Regions from separate parts of the Gossypium hirsutum genome. Here region 1 is linked to region 2. A link is a contact called in public Hi-C data. All regions are on one chromosome and are shown on one strand. Each heading gives the region's core, a stretch centred on a gene start, on an enhancer-like site or on the middle of the called end of the contact. The rest is flanking DNA. Distances are from core to core; before and after follow the strand shown. Region 1 holds the start of LOC107942798 (FCS-Like Zinc finger 14). Region 2 holds the start of LOC107887506 (BTB/POZ domain-containing protein At1g63850).

Region 1 (7,138 bases), core at 4,008-6,507, 180 kb before region 2:
CTTGAGTATGGAAATCCGGTTTCAGATAACCGTAAAACAGCCGTTTTGTGAAATTATGAGAAGTGGAAGAGTCATATATAATAATAAAAAAAGAACGAAAGTGCGTCGTTTTTCGAAATGAACTTATGTGTGTGTAGATGAAAGGAGAGAGAGATGGAAAATGTAAAAGATATAACGTACCATTTGAAAGGAGCAGAGCAAGCAATAGATATCCAAAGAGGTGTGATCTGCAGTGCAGAGGCTTCTTTTTTTTTTTTTTGGTATGAGGAAGATGAATGGATGCATAGGTTTAGTGGGATTTTTATAAAGGGGTTTAGAGTAGAGAGTCTGAGTGAGTAAATGACAATAAATTTGGTAGCAAATGGTTTGATCACCGTGTTACCCAATTAATCCAACAGTCTTCGTATGCCAATCAAGTGCCACCACCTGATATCCTCTTTATATAACAATGCACTGAAAATAAGCAATTTTAAAACGTGTTCTAAAATGACTGGTTAATCAGAACGGTAATCACTTTAAAATTATTTTTCCAGAGTAATTCTAGTATGCTTGTGATAACATGCGAGTTCAGCCTTCATTTCAACGAAGCAATGGTTGAAAGATTTTGATAGGCACTCATTTAATATATAGATTTATATGAACTCGTGTCTCGGTCTAATGATTAGGGTATTCACTGTCTTAAGTGTGGTTTGAGTTTGAATTGTATTAGTTATGTTGTTGTTAAAGTTTTGTTCTACTTTTATCTCCAGCATCAAATGAGCGGTTAAATCTGTCTTAAGAAAATTGTAAAAATAAGCCTCAACTACCAGTCAAATCTTTGCCCACTTACAAGTACACAATTTTGATCCAGTTTTATTTTTAATTTTTATTTTTCAAATTATATATATTGTTCTGGTTCGATCTTATAATTTAAATCAATATTTTACATTACTATTTCTTTCTCTAATGTATTTGCAACAACTTTCTGTGACGTTTACTAAAAAAGTCAAGAAAAGTCGTACCTTTCATGAGTTTTCATAAACAGTCATGATAAAAAAAACGTCGTTAAAAGTCATAGTTCTTAGAGTGACTATTATTTTAATACTTCATTGCCTTAGACATAATATTTCACAATAAAATAGTAAACAACATTCACAATTATGTAAATATTATTAAAATCAAATGATACTAAAACTATTGAATATCAAATGTAATTAATATATATGCATTACTATTTAATTTAATTATAAAATATGTTTATTGTGTTTTGAGTTTTAACATATAAATTAAGAACTACGAGATAGACTTAAACATAAATTAATATTCCCAACGAGATAGAGTTACAGCCTAATCTGATGTACAATGAAGAACTAGTGAAAATTTTACCTCGAGAAGTGAAAGAACTGCAAAATAAACGAGTATCATTAGTGGAAGTATTATGGCATCGACACGATTTAGAGAAGGCAACATGTGAACAGGAAGAAGCAATGAAATCACAGTACCCTAATCTATTCTCAAGTAAACTTTTTGAGGACAATTTTCTAAAATGGACAGCTATAACAGCTCGAAAGTCAGTAGTGTTAAAAACAGTAATTTTGGAACCCCATTTTCGATGATCAAATCCATAAATATTAATATTTAATATTTACAATGTTAGTATGAAGTTTAATTAAAGTTTGAAACATTAGTTTTGTCGTTTGGATAGTTAATTAAAGTACAAAGACTAAATTATAAAAGTGGTAAAAATTAATCACTATAGATTTTTAAGAACTTGAAGGACCAATTAAGCAATTGGTTATTTTTAATTAGAGATTCAGTGGTGGATGATGATACCCACTAATTTAATTTAATATGGATTAAGATTAAATTAACTAAGTTTAATTAGAATAGTTAGTGATTAATTAAAGTTAATTAAAATATATAAACTAAAATTAAACGAAAAGGAAACCATTTTTTGCTTAATCTTTCTCATTCTCACGAAACTAAAGGGAGAATAGGTTTCAAGCTTCAAAACTTTATTTCCTTCAATTGATCGGGAATTGAACCAACCACAAGAAAATTGAGGAAAAGAAAAAATTGCATATTAGTCTCCGACACCTTACCCGTTGTCATTTTTATCAAGTAAGTTCATATGAAATTTACTAAGTTATTTTAATTATATTTTAATTATAATTAGTATATATTAACTTAGATTAATTGAAAAAAGATTGTTAGTTTGGCATATAAGGTATTAAATCGTAAAATATGATATATATATGATAAATACAAGCAAGTATATGAAATCAAATGGATGTGAAATGAAATATGATTGAATGATACGTAAATACTGAAGTTAGAAAAATTGAAATATTATGGAAACGGAAATGGTATTAATTGGAACCTGGTAAATGTTATTAGGGTTCAAAGAAAATTAGGTGTTTAATTAAGGACTCCAAGATCGATGGTTTGAGATCCAACATGTGTTGTGAATTCTCTGAAGCTTGTGTGAGTAGCATTGAATTATCCTTTACCGATGGCTTGAGATTCAACATGTGTTGTGAACTCTCTGAAGCTTGTGCAGGCAACATCAGGTAAAGCATGTACAGTAACTCTGATCTGAAGCCTGTGTGAGTAGCCTAAATATAAAAATGGTAAGTATACGAAAATGAAACAATTGAAAACGAATGAATATGAAATGAATTGTTATGTTGATAACTAACTTAATTGGTGTTGTGATGAATTTGTATATGAATGTGTAAGGTTGACAAAGGAATGCCGTGTTATTCATCTTTGTGTTTCAATTACATAAATAGTTGTAATGTCAATGTAAGTTAAGTTAATTTCTTATGAAGCTACTTAGTATTCATTATGCTTACCGATGTTCTTTCTTTCCTTGTAGTTGTTGGATTGCAGAACATGTTGGTCGAATTAGCTTGAAGATCACTTTACTCGATTTTGTGGCATGTAATTAGGAGTTTGGCCAAGTTAATTAAACCTAATTTAATGCTGAAACTTGTAAAGTTAATGTGCATAATTGTATTAGTACATGTTTTGGTATGCTTAGTGATGGCATTGAATGACCTATAATCATGCTAGCGTACTCGGTATTTTTATTGTGGAATGATGCCTATTGTGGCATATTAGTTAGTTTGGTATTATGATTGTTTAAAATGAAGGTTTAAAGCATACTTTGAAATTGTTACACTGTGTTTTAGGCATGAAAGGGTACCAAAATGAGAGATTTTGGCATATTTGATATGAAAGCGTGCCAATCGACAGGCTAAAGCATACTCGATTTGTGTGTATAATTACTAAGAGATGGTGTAGCTTTGATAGAACGTTTCAGTTCCGAAACTGTTTTTCTTTTTCCCTTTTAATTAATAAAGGCCATCTTTTACTTAAAAAAGATTCGAAACGACAATTTAGCATTGATTTTAATTTAATTAAGGCCAAAATTAAACCGAGAAATCAAATAAAAATTAATTAACAAAAAACAATTGGTTATTCCCCAAAAACATAAATTTGCAATCCTTTTGACAATTTTGAACCCACTTGTCTATAGACCTAAATTCAATAAAAAATTTTAATGATATTAATAATTTTTTAAAATTCATTCAACATTTTAATCAAAATAAAATATTTAAATTAACTAATAATATTATTAAATTTGAGTGACTAAATTATATAAAAAAATTAAAGTATAGATCTTAATTTTCAAATTTAAGTATAGTATAGAGACCAATATTGAAATTTGAAAATTGTTATATAATTTAAAAAAAAAACAAAAAAAATTGTTTATTAAACACGTGTTAAATAAGAAATACCTTACTACCGAAACTTTAAAAATCAGACTTGACATTTAAAACTCGTGACTATCATTTACTCTTTTAACGAACTTACAGAATGCGAAAAATTAATTTTCTTCTTCCAATACATACTTCAACTCTGTAAGCAACGCTGAGTCACTCCCAATCACTATATTGGGACCATTGGGTTAGGTTTAAAAACCGAAGAAGCTGAGCCCACACATGGATTACTTTAGGGAATAGAGTTGGGCTTTTCTTTTTCTTGGTTTGGCCCAAAATAAAGAAAAACTGGTTTTATCGTCAACCAATTAAATATCTTTCTTCGGACCGATATACTTATTGATCCATTTGGTTCAGTATAAACAATCATTCTTATGGCATTCTTATCCCTCTAAAAGCAAATTTGATTGTAATCTTAACTAATATTTTAGGAATTGGGCCAGTGATTGAATCAATCAAGTCACTAGTTCTAGATCCAATTCGTTCAAAGCATATAAACTATTTAAAATTTTTAAAAATATAAAAATCGTTCACCTAATTTTTTTAGCCTGATTCAACCAATCCACACTGATTCGTGAGTCAATCAATTTTATCTCTCTCTAGACAGATACCTCGACCGGTTCTTAGTCCAATCGATCCGATTTAGACAACACTGATATTATGTCAGCATTTTAATAGAAATAGTCAATGAAAACAACCATTTGAATTAACTATTATTATTGTAAAAGTAGAGGATTAAATTATGTCAAACTGAAATATTAAGATTAAATTCCAAATGTGATCATAGTTGAAGGACCAAAAACTGAAAATTTACCACTATCTTTTTAATGGCAAAAGGAAAATAAAAGAGGAGGTAGTAAACGTGTCATGAAATTAAACCCTTATGACCTTACTTTTATAATGGTTAAAGTACTTAAAAGATCCTTGTATTATAGGGACTAAATCAAATTACTTTCTATATTATTAAATAGATCAATTTAATCCCTGTCCTATTAAAAAAATCAAATAAATCCAAATCGGTGTTGACATTTACTATATAAAAAAAATGTCCTAAAAATTTTATTTAATTACAGTTAAATTCCAAACAAAATATTTCATTTACTGAATAAAAACTTTTAAAAATATTAACTTTGCTAAACAATAAATTACATATTTTAAACGGTACATGTTAACTCTATTTCAGTTTAGTATTATTTAATTTTTTAATAGTATAAGGACTAAATGGTTACATTTAATAATAAATGGCTAATGTAATAAGTTCTTATCGAAGAGGGGCCTGTCACGTATATTCACTTTTATAAATAGTTATAGGTATATTATAGTTTCGAGTAAATTACATCAGTAGTCATTCAATTATTAATATATATATTATCATTCAACTATGAAAAGTTATAAAATGATCCTCTAATTATTAGTAAATTTCTTTTTTGGTCACCCAACTATGAAAAGTTTTATCTTTTTCTATCAGTAGGTGGAAAACTAAAAAAATGCAAGATAATTGAGTAAAAAAAAAAAAAGATAAAATTGAATGGTTGAGTAACAAAAAAAATTACTGATAATTGGGTGACCATTTCGTGATAAAAAGGAAACTTAGGTGAGTATTAGTGCAATTTACCCTGTGGATTAATGCAGCAAACTGTTTATATTGGGCGTGCGAACCCAGAAAGAGGAGGGAAGAAGAGTGTAGAGAAAGGGAGATAAACAGAACAAGGAGCGCTGATTGAAACAACAACGCCATGCCATCCTCTCTTCTCTCTCTGTCTCTTCAGAACCCAGTCTCTTAACTTCTGATTCACTACTTTTCGTTTCTCTCCTCTTGGGGGGATTAGGGTCCAACAAACCCCATGAATTTAATCCCCTCCCAACAATCTTAGGGGCTGTAATTCTCCTATAACATGCATAATTTTTGTGGAAAAAAGAGACCCGCCATCAATCTCAACCTCTTCACCTCTTTATCGCACTCTTTTTTCTGTCTAAACCCCACTAAACCCCCAAGCAACTTTCAATATGGTGTAGTTGGGCTAGGCATAGTAGCAGCTATGACTGATTCAACCCATACACACCAATCTATTTGTTTTGCTCCATCCCCAAGATCCACCCCCATACCTATAGTCTCATCTGTTAAAGCAGCTCCCAGTTTCGGAGGTGGCTTTAACTCCGAGAAGTTTGATGAATTATCTGACAACGACACTTTTGTAATTTCTCATTTTGGCGATAATTTGATCAAGAATCAGTTCGGTTTTGGAGATGACAACAAGAATTGCAGTGGGTTTACTGCTGCTCCTTCGCCTAGGAAAAACAATATGGGTCAGTTCAAGAGGGAATTTTGGAGTGATGGCTTTTTGACTTCTTGTCATCTTTGCAAGAAGGAACTACATGGTTTGGATATTTTCATGTACAGGTATTGGCCTCGCTTTTTTTCATCTTTTAATTGATTTAAGTTTTAAGTTTTGATTCTTGATGATGTTTTCCAGTTGAGTTTTTTTTCCCCTTCTAATTGAATTGATGCTTAAAATGATCTGATGATTACTTGGATGTGATTCTGTATTTGTTTTCTTGGGGTGCAAATCCTTTTATTCCCCGTTCTGTGTAGAGAATAGAAATTAATCTTTTGGTTAGAGCTTTACAGTTCATTCTTGTCTGTTGTAAATATATCTAAGATCCAATGGTGTTTGTGATTTTATTGGAAATACTAATCTACCTAAACTGGGATTGATTCTAGCCCCAAATCAGAGTAATTCTGTCAATGGGGGGCTTTAAGAACGTAGAAGAGGTAGGATGGCTGGTTGGTCATATCTAGTATACATCCTACATGGACGGTAGTTGAAGTCAGTGGCTCCCCTCCCCTAGATTCCGCCATCTGGGATTGTATAGTAAGCTGTCTGTAAGTAGCAGCCATTGTGCAAATGTGTTAGTGGAAGTTGTGTTACGATTCTGTGCTATGATAACAAATATGAATGGCAAATTTGTTCTAGACCTGAACACTGTAGATGTATTATAGTTCTTGCTGTATCTTTGAAGTCACTACTGGTATGCTAACTTTTTCTGCTTTATCAACCATCACCAACCATCACCATTGGGGATATGCTTGATTTTGGTTTTGCCATTCCTTTTGTTCCATATGATCATGTGAATTTTTACTATTTCCAATGGAAGATGAGATTGAAATGTCATAAAATTTGGAGGTTGCTGTTTCGTGGTTCCATGTTTCAGTATGAATATGCTCAATCACTTTTAATTGTCTTGGGAGTGTTTTGGCTATGAAATCTCTTTGGATGTCAATTTTATATCAGTTATTGAGTGCAGCCTATCTCTGTTGAGTCTTCTAGATGGAAAACCTTTTTGGTAGCTGTAGTTGGACTCAAGGAGAAGTG
Region 2 (6,459 bases), core at 3,642-6,141:
TTAACTCTCAATATTTGCATATTATGTAATTTGATTTTTTTTGCAGTTTTGTTTTTCTTTATGGCATTGAAGTTTAAATTTTTTTTAAAATAGAAAAAAATAAAAATTATTATCTTGAATTTTTGGGTGTTTCTATTTTTGGTTTTTTTTGTCAAATTTACCGTATGAATTTATTTTTTTACAAAAAAAATCAAATTACACAATGTATAATGGTAGAGGGTTAATTTTTTTATAATCAAGACAAATTGATACAATATATAAATGTTGAGAGTTAATATTACTATTAAGCCCATTTTAAAAGGTGTTATGCCATCTTTTCATTAGCCATTTAACGATTAATGACCAAAAAATAAAATAAAATAATTAGGTGACTATTTTATAACTTTTTATAATTAAGTAATTAAAAAAACCTTAACAATAATTGGATGACTACCAATATAGTTTATCTAAATATTTAAAATTCTCATATTGAATCCGAAACCCAAAATATTTATTTGTCTTGTGACATGAATCATTTAAGTATTTTCAACCAGACAAAAAAAACAACATTATGTGTGTAGTATAAGTGATGGGGTCTAAAATGACAGCCACTTTGATACATACCTTTTTACTCTATTTTTTTTTGGGTAAATTATATTATTAGTTATTTAATTATGTTTTTTACTCAATTACAAAAAATTATAAAATTATTATTTTATTATTTTATTTTATTTTATTTTATTTTTATCACGTAATTATCTTAATTTTTTAAGTATTTTTATTTTTACGTTACTCAACTGATAATCTAAAAAGATAAAATTAAATATTAAAATAATTATTTTATAATAAAAAAATCATAATTGGATGAATATCAGTAGTGAATTTTTTTGTTTTGAAGTTTGAATTTGTAGTATGTGAACACATAGCAAGATATAAAAGAAGATGGAATTATTAGATTTAGTCAATGAATAAAAAAGGGTTTGTTTTTAATCAATAATTTGTGGTTAAGAGACAAAGATGCTGGAAAGCTGGTTCTCACTCGACAGATAAGACAGAAGCATTGTTGCTATAAAATGATTGAAAGTTGTCCAGCACGTACCAGATTATAACTTTTCATTTTTCTTTTTTGGGTTAATTCATAAGAGGTCCTCAAACTAGGACCCAAAATTTTAAATTAATTTTTGAACTTTAAAATGTCTTAATTAAGTCCTTTAAGTATAAATAACGTATAGTCTAACTGTTAACTTGGACATTAAATGCCAACTCAAATTTGATATGAAGTACACTTAAAACTCATGAACTAAATTGTAAAAATATATCTACTTTTTGCATGGATAACTTAGATATAATGTGTTATAATAACGAAAGGTTTCCCTTTTCAATTCTATTACCACTATTTTATTAAAAACATCAAATTTAAATTGTCCATATAGTAAGCACATACATGCTCATTGTCAGTGGCATATCTAGAGGGGCTGGCAGGAGCCTCGGCCTCCCCTAAAATGAAAAATTGTCCATTTAGGTCTTTTAAAATTTTAAATTAGTAAAGATAAAATTATACTTTAGTCCTTTAAAATTGATAAAATTTTGACTTAATCCTTTAAAAATTATAAAAATATACTTTTTAAATAGTAAAATTACATTTTTACCATCGTAAAATTTATAATTTAATTTCGGTCCCCCTAAAAAAAATTTCTAACTTCGCCCCTACTTATTATTTGATTCACATGTTAAAACATGTTTCGTATTAGGTCAAACTAGCATTTATTGTCTAATTGCCAGCTACACTATGAAAAAACTTAATTGATAATACTAGTAATTTGAGGATTCATTTAGAACAATTTGAAGTCTAAAGACCAATTTAAAATATGAATTATAGTTGAGGGATGTTTTGATAAATTAACCTTTTCTTTTATACCATTTGCTTCAAATGAGAGAATGTTCCAGCCTTATTTCAATCTGTCCAGTATAAACTAATTGAATCAAATTATTTTTTTTAATTTTCATAATTAAAAAATCAAAAGTTTGATCAATTCAACTATCGGTCATAAAACAAGCCAACAAAAAGAGTATACCATCTCTGCAAAATCTTATGGAGCATGCTTTGGCATTCATGAATTTTAACATCATTCAACACAGCTTCTCAGCAACTCCAAATGTCCTTAATTACAACAACATAAATATATGCCTCTTTGTTCCATACCAAGACATGTAAAAACCAGAGCTGAACAAAAAAGAGTTTCTTTTGGTTGAATTCTAAAATGACCCTCCAATACAAAATAAACCAAAACCAAAACCAAAACCAGATATGTCAGTGAAAACATTAAAACATGAAAATTGGTTTCTATATAGTGTTTATTTCCAACATAAATTTAACCTAAAGGCTGCTGTCTCGACGTCTTCTTCCAGACTAAACCGCGACGAGCTTCGGTTTAGAGACGAAGAAGATGAAAAATGAGCTATCAGTGAAAGGAAACGAAGAAAAATGGTACCACCGGTTTTATGAATTCTCAATGGTTGCAATTGTAACATGTGATTCCCTTGGTAGTTCTTGATCACCGCTGCGTTTCCAAAACGCTCTCCGCCACCAAATTTCGAAGGCTCTTTGAATGTTGGGACAATCTTCGCCCGAGTTCAAGAACCTATCGAACCAAGCAAGCAAAATGTCTTGTTGCCAAGCTAGAGGTAAAGTGAGAATTGTGTTACTTAGACCGTCTTCGATTAAATGCCTATCGAGACCTCTTGATGCCCTCCTCATCCACCCGAAATCATCATAAAATGGTACCAACCATGTTTGTAAAAGCAAGCATCGTACTTCCTTTGATGCCAACAGTTGTCCCTTTCCGATTCCAACAAATAACCGTGCGGTCACTCGGCTAACTTCGTACCTATGAACAGCCGGAACTTTAGAATGAACATTCGATAATTCGGATTGAGAAGCCCATGATTTTAGAAAATCTTCAGCAATTTGCCTATCAATCAAAATATCCAGAATCCAATGCAAATTATCTGCTTGTCTAGCAATCTGATTCGCATCCGTCAAATCCGACAATGCTGCTCGGAGGAAATGGCTACGAAGCAGTTCCAAACAACCATCACAAGCCGAATACAACGATTCTTTCCGGAGATCGTTCTGAGATGAATTCTCGCGAAGCATCTTCAAGACCAACCCTTTCATTTCCCGCCTTGCCTTCTCGTCTTTGCCTTCGAGAACAACATGCAAAAGCTTGAGAAGCACTTCTTCGTTATCGCCACCACCATCATCGGTTCCATTAGTAACTTCGACAGAAACCCTTTTTAAAACTTCCCCTGCTCCGACATTTTCGAGGCGGAGCTCTGCCAATAAAGAAGCTACTCTCTCTTCTTCATCCTCAGCCCAAGGGGCAGCTTCCAAGTACTCCAAACAAGATAAAACCCCAGCATCAAATCCAATTGCAGCTGAAACCTAACAAAGAAAAAAAAAACCCCCACAAAATCAACCACTTCAGCAATTAAAAACCTTAATCCATACTCTAAAAATTGGTAATTGAAAAAGATTGAAACTTTACCTTCAAAATGCCAAGAACCTTAGGAACATCTTCTCTCATTAGCTTCTTCCTCAAATCTTTACAATACATCAATTTCAGGGTCTCAATATAAACCTCAACATCATCACAATCTGCAATTTCAACAATGTACGGTCCATCCGATCCATTTCTCTGTTGTTTTGCCCATCGATCAGATAACTTCACGGCAAAGAACCGGCTGTGAGCCACCACAATTTGCCTATGCACATTCATTGACACACTAATCCCATCCTTGGAACTCAACGTTAGCTTTATATCAGTCGAATCCGGGTCGTTAAACTGGTTTCCGGGGCTACGGGTTGACAAAAGGTTTGAAATCCGCTGCATGGTCAACGCCTGTTTGTCAATGACTGGTGGGGGTTGGTTTTGTCTAGGACCTGAAATGGGTACTTGGATTTGGGTTTGGGTCCTTGGGTGGACATCGGGTTCGCTAGCCATCATCTCGAAAAGGGTTGGACTAGATCGTGACTTGTCCGACGGAGGCGGCGGAGAATGCGGGTTTAAAAGACCCGCAGTGAGTGCAGAGTTAAACTTGGTGAAACTCGAGGGTGAATGACCGTTGGAGATCGTCGTGAAATCCATGACGGGTGATAAACTTCCCGGAGAATACCGGATCTTAGAAGCCGTCGAAGAATCGGTTGAAGCCTGGTCCGGAACAAGGCGAGTTTGAGGAGGAGAAGGAGGAGGAGGCGGTGGAGTCGGGAATGGCTTAGAAGCAGGACAACACCAAGAACTATCAGCTGAAACAACAGTCGGGGGGTCAAGCTTTCGAGCTGAAAAACCAGAATCGGAACCGCCGTTTGCGGCGCCGGTAGTAGCAGACGAACAAGAAATAGTGGTTTCTTTACACTTGCGGCGTTTAGGCTTAATGGGTTGTACTTGAACTTTGAGCTGAGCAGACGATGTTTTTGTGGAAATTGATGATGTTTTTGTTGTAGTTGTAGTTGTTGCCATGAAATTGCATTGAATGTAATGGCCACTAATACCCCTTTTTTTACAATTTTTTGCCTGTGTTTTATTGTCTTTTAGTTTGCAGCATTGGCATCAGCGTCAGTGATGGTACCTATTAAAAATGGCGGTAGATACGAGAAACCAAAAAAAAAAAAGAAAGAAAGAAAGAAAAGAGCTGTTACTTACCAGTTGGTGTAAAAGACAATAAGGGTGTCTGAAATGGGCATTTAATGTAAGAGAAATTAGGTTTGGTTTTGGATTTTATTTGGACATTGGGAACTTCGTCCTTTAGCCGCTTGCACTGGCTCTGCTTTTTATCTAGATGAGGGAGACAACAAAATCACCCCACTTTGTATTAGGGGCATTTTTACAGTTGGATAATTAAAAAAAAAAGAGAGAGAGGGAGGGAAAGAGGACAAATTTGCAAAAGCTAATAGTAATAGGTGGGTTTGTTTGTACTTTTTAATATTTAAATGCCTTAATTTATTATTTAAGTTTTGAATTTTTTTTCGCATTTTTTATTTTTTTCATTTTGATACTCATAATTAAATTAGAACTCGTGGATAATATTATCAACTTTTGTACATTTTCAATAGAAAAAAAATGTTTAAATAATGTTAAGGGGTTGATTCTTTTAGAAAAAGTTCTTGAACTGTCATCGTCGTCTGTCAAGTAACTGGGCAAACCTTCGAGAATGATAGGTGTTTTCTTTATGTTTGTTGGTGGAGATATGATATGCAAGCCTCACAAGAGAGATATTAGTATAGTGTGTAACATTTATTATGTAAATCACCTATGTGTAGGGAACTCGAACTATCAACCTAAGATATATAAGCCACATACTTGCAAGTGTTGTACTAACCAAAGCGCTCCCCCTTCGTGGACCCTTCAAGACTTTCGATAAAGGAGGGAGATAAAACTCCAAGAAGAGGACAAGACCTACCAATGCTGGGGCTTTGACCGATTGCCTAATGAATGACACTTTAAAGAATTCTTCTGAAGGAATCAACCCTTCTCAATAAGTACCACAATGAAAAAACTGGTATAATTCAAGAGTTAAATCATAAATTAAACCTATTTAAATTCATAATTTTGATTTCATTTATTACCCTATTAAATCTAAATATTATTATTTAAATCTAAATTCGAAATAAATAAATAAATAAATTATCATGTATCTTATAAGATAAAACTCATTAAATATTTTTAATAAATTAACAAAATAGCATACGGTTTGTTAATTCCGTGGGTAGGTGTTAGTAGATTTTGAAGACTTAAGGAGTAATCCAGCATTCGGTCTGCAACTCTCGACTCAGTAATATTTTTATAATTCCTTTATGGTTTGATATATGGAATGTAGTTAAAGTTTGAGTTGATTTTGTAATGTAATGGTCATTTTAAAATCCCGAGTTGGTAATGTTAGTTTGAGTCTAATGTACATGAATTGTTCAATGCATACATGGGATTGGTATAAGTGGTTGACATGGCTAAAATGTGGAAATGATAATATTTGTTGAATTGGATTTTATGTTTGAATTCTCAATTAGGAAATTTGGATAGAAATGTTGTTTCAATGGTAGTATATGAAATGTTTGATGTATGTATTATGCTTAAATGATATGCAATTGATTGTTTGTTTAGGCATATATGACTTGGTACCATTTGAGCATTTTTTAAACAATAAGTGACGTCATGACCTCAAGCCCCTAACGTCATGATGATATTAACTATTTGTTTGAGGTTATGACATGATACACTAACGTGGTGTGTCAACTCGATAATTTTGAAAATGTTGCATTTTAATCCTTAAATAATTTTTGAGATATGGAATATTACATTTAGTGATATAAAGTGAAACAAATAATAAATTTAAAATTTAAATTCTTTTATCCCTAAACTAGCATGAGAAGCACTCAGAAAAACCCATCATAAAGGGCCCACCATTGTTTTGATTAGATGGCAA

What was found. A called contact is a pair of places that touch in the nucleus more often than the background predicts.
Region 1: a contact with region 2 is called in a Hi-C map of leaf, with 2.3 times the contacts expected there. The contact joins the promoter of LOC107942798 here to the promoter of LOC107887506 in region 2. A contact is called at or near these places in 3 of 34 Hi-C or Micro-C datasets (all in leaf).

The regions. Positions count from the first base shown.
Region 1 is chrA03:4,192,196-4,199,333 of Gossypium_hirsutum_v2.1, reverse strand. LOC107942798 (FCS-Like Zinc finger 14) reads left to right here and starts at 5,257. Exons shown (of 2, transcript XM_016876517.2): 1 at 5,257-6,165. The coding sequence starts at 5,660. LOC107942796 (biotin carboxylase 2, chloroplastic) reads right to left here. Exons shown (of 18, transcript XM_041106154.1): 18 at 6,302-6,646. It overlaps LOC107942794 (oxysterol-binding protein-related protein 4C), which reads right to left and starts at 414. Exons shown (of 7, transcript XM_041106170.1): 1 at 181-414. The coding sequence starts at 285.
Region 2 is chrA03:4,014,612-4,021,070 of Gossypium_hirsutum_v2.1, reverse strand. It overlaps LOC107887506 (BTB/POZ domain-containing protein At1g63850), which reads right to left and starts at 4,891. Exons shown (of 3, transcript XM_041106082.1): 1 at 4,683-4,891; 2 at 3,528-4,608; 3 at 2,146-3,424. The coding sequence starts at 4,499. The coding sequence ends at 2,480.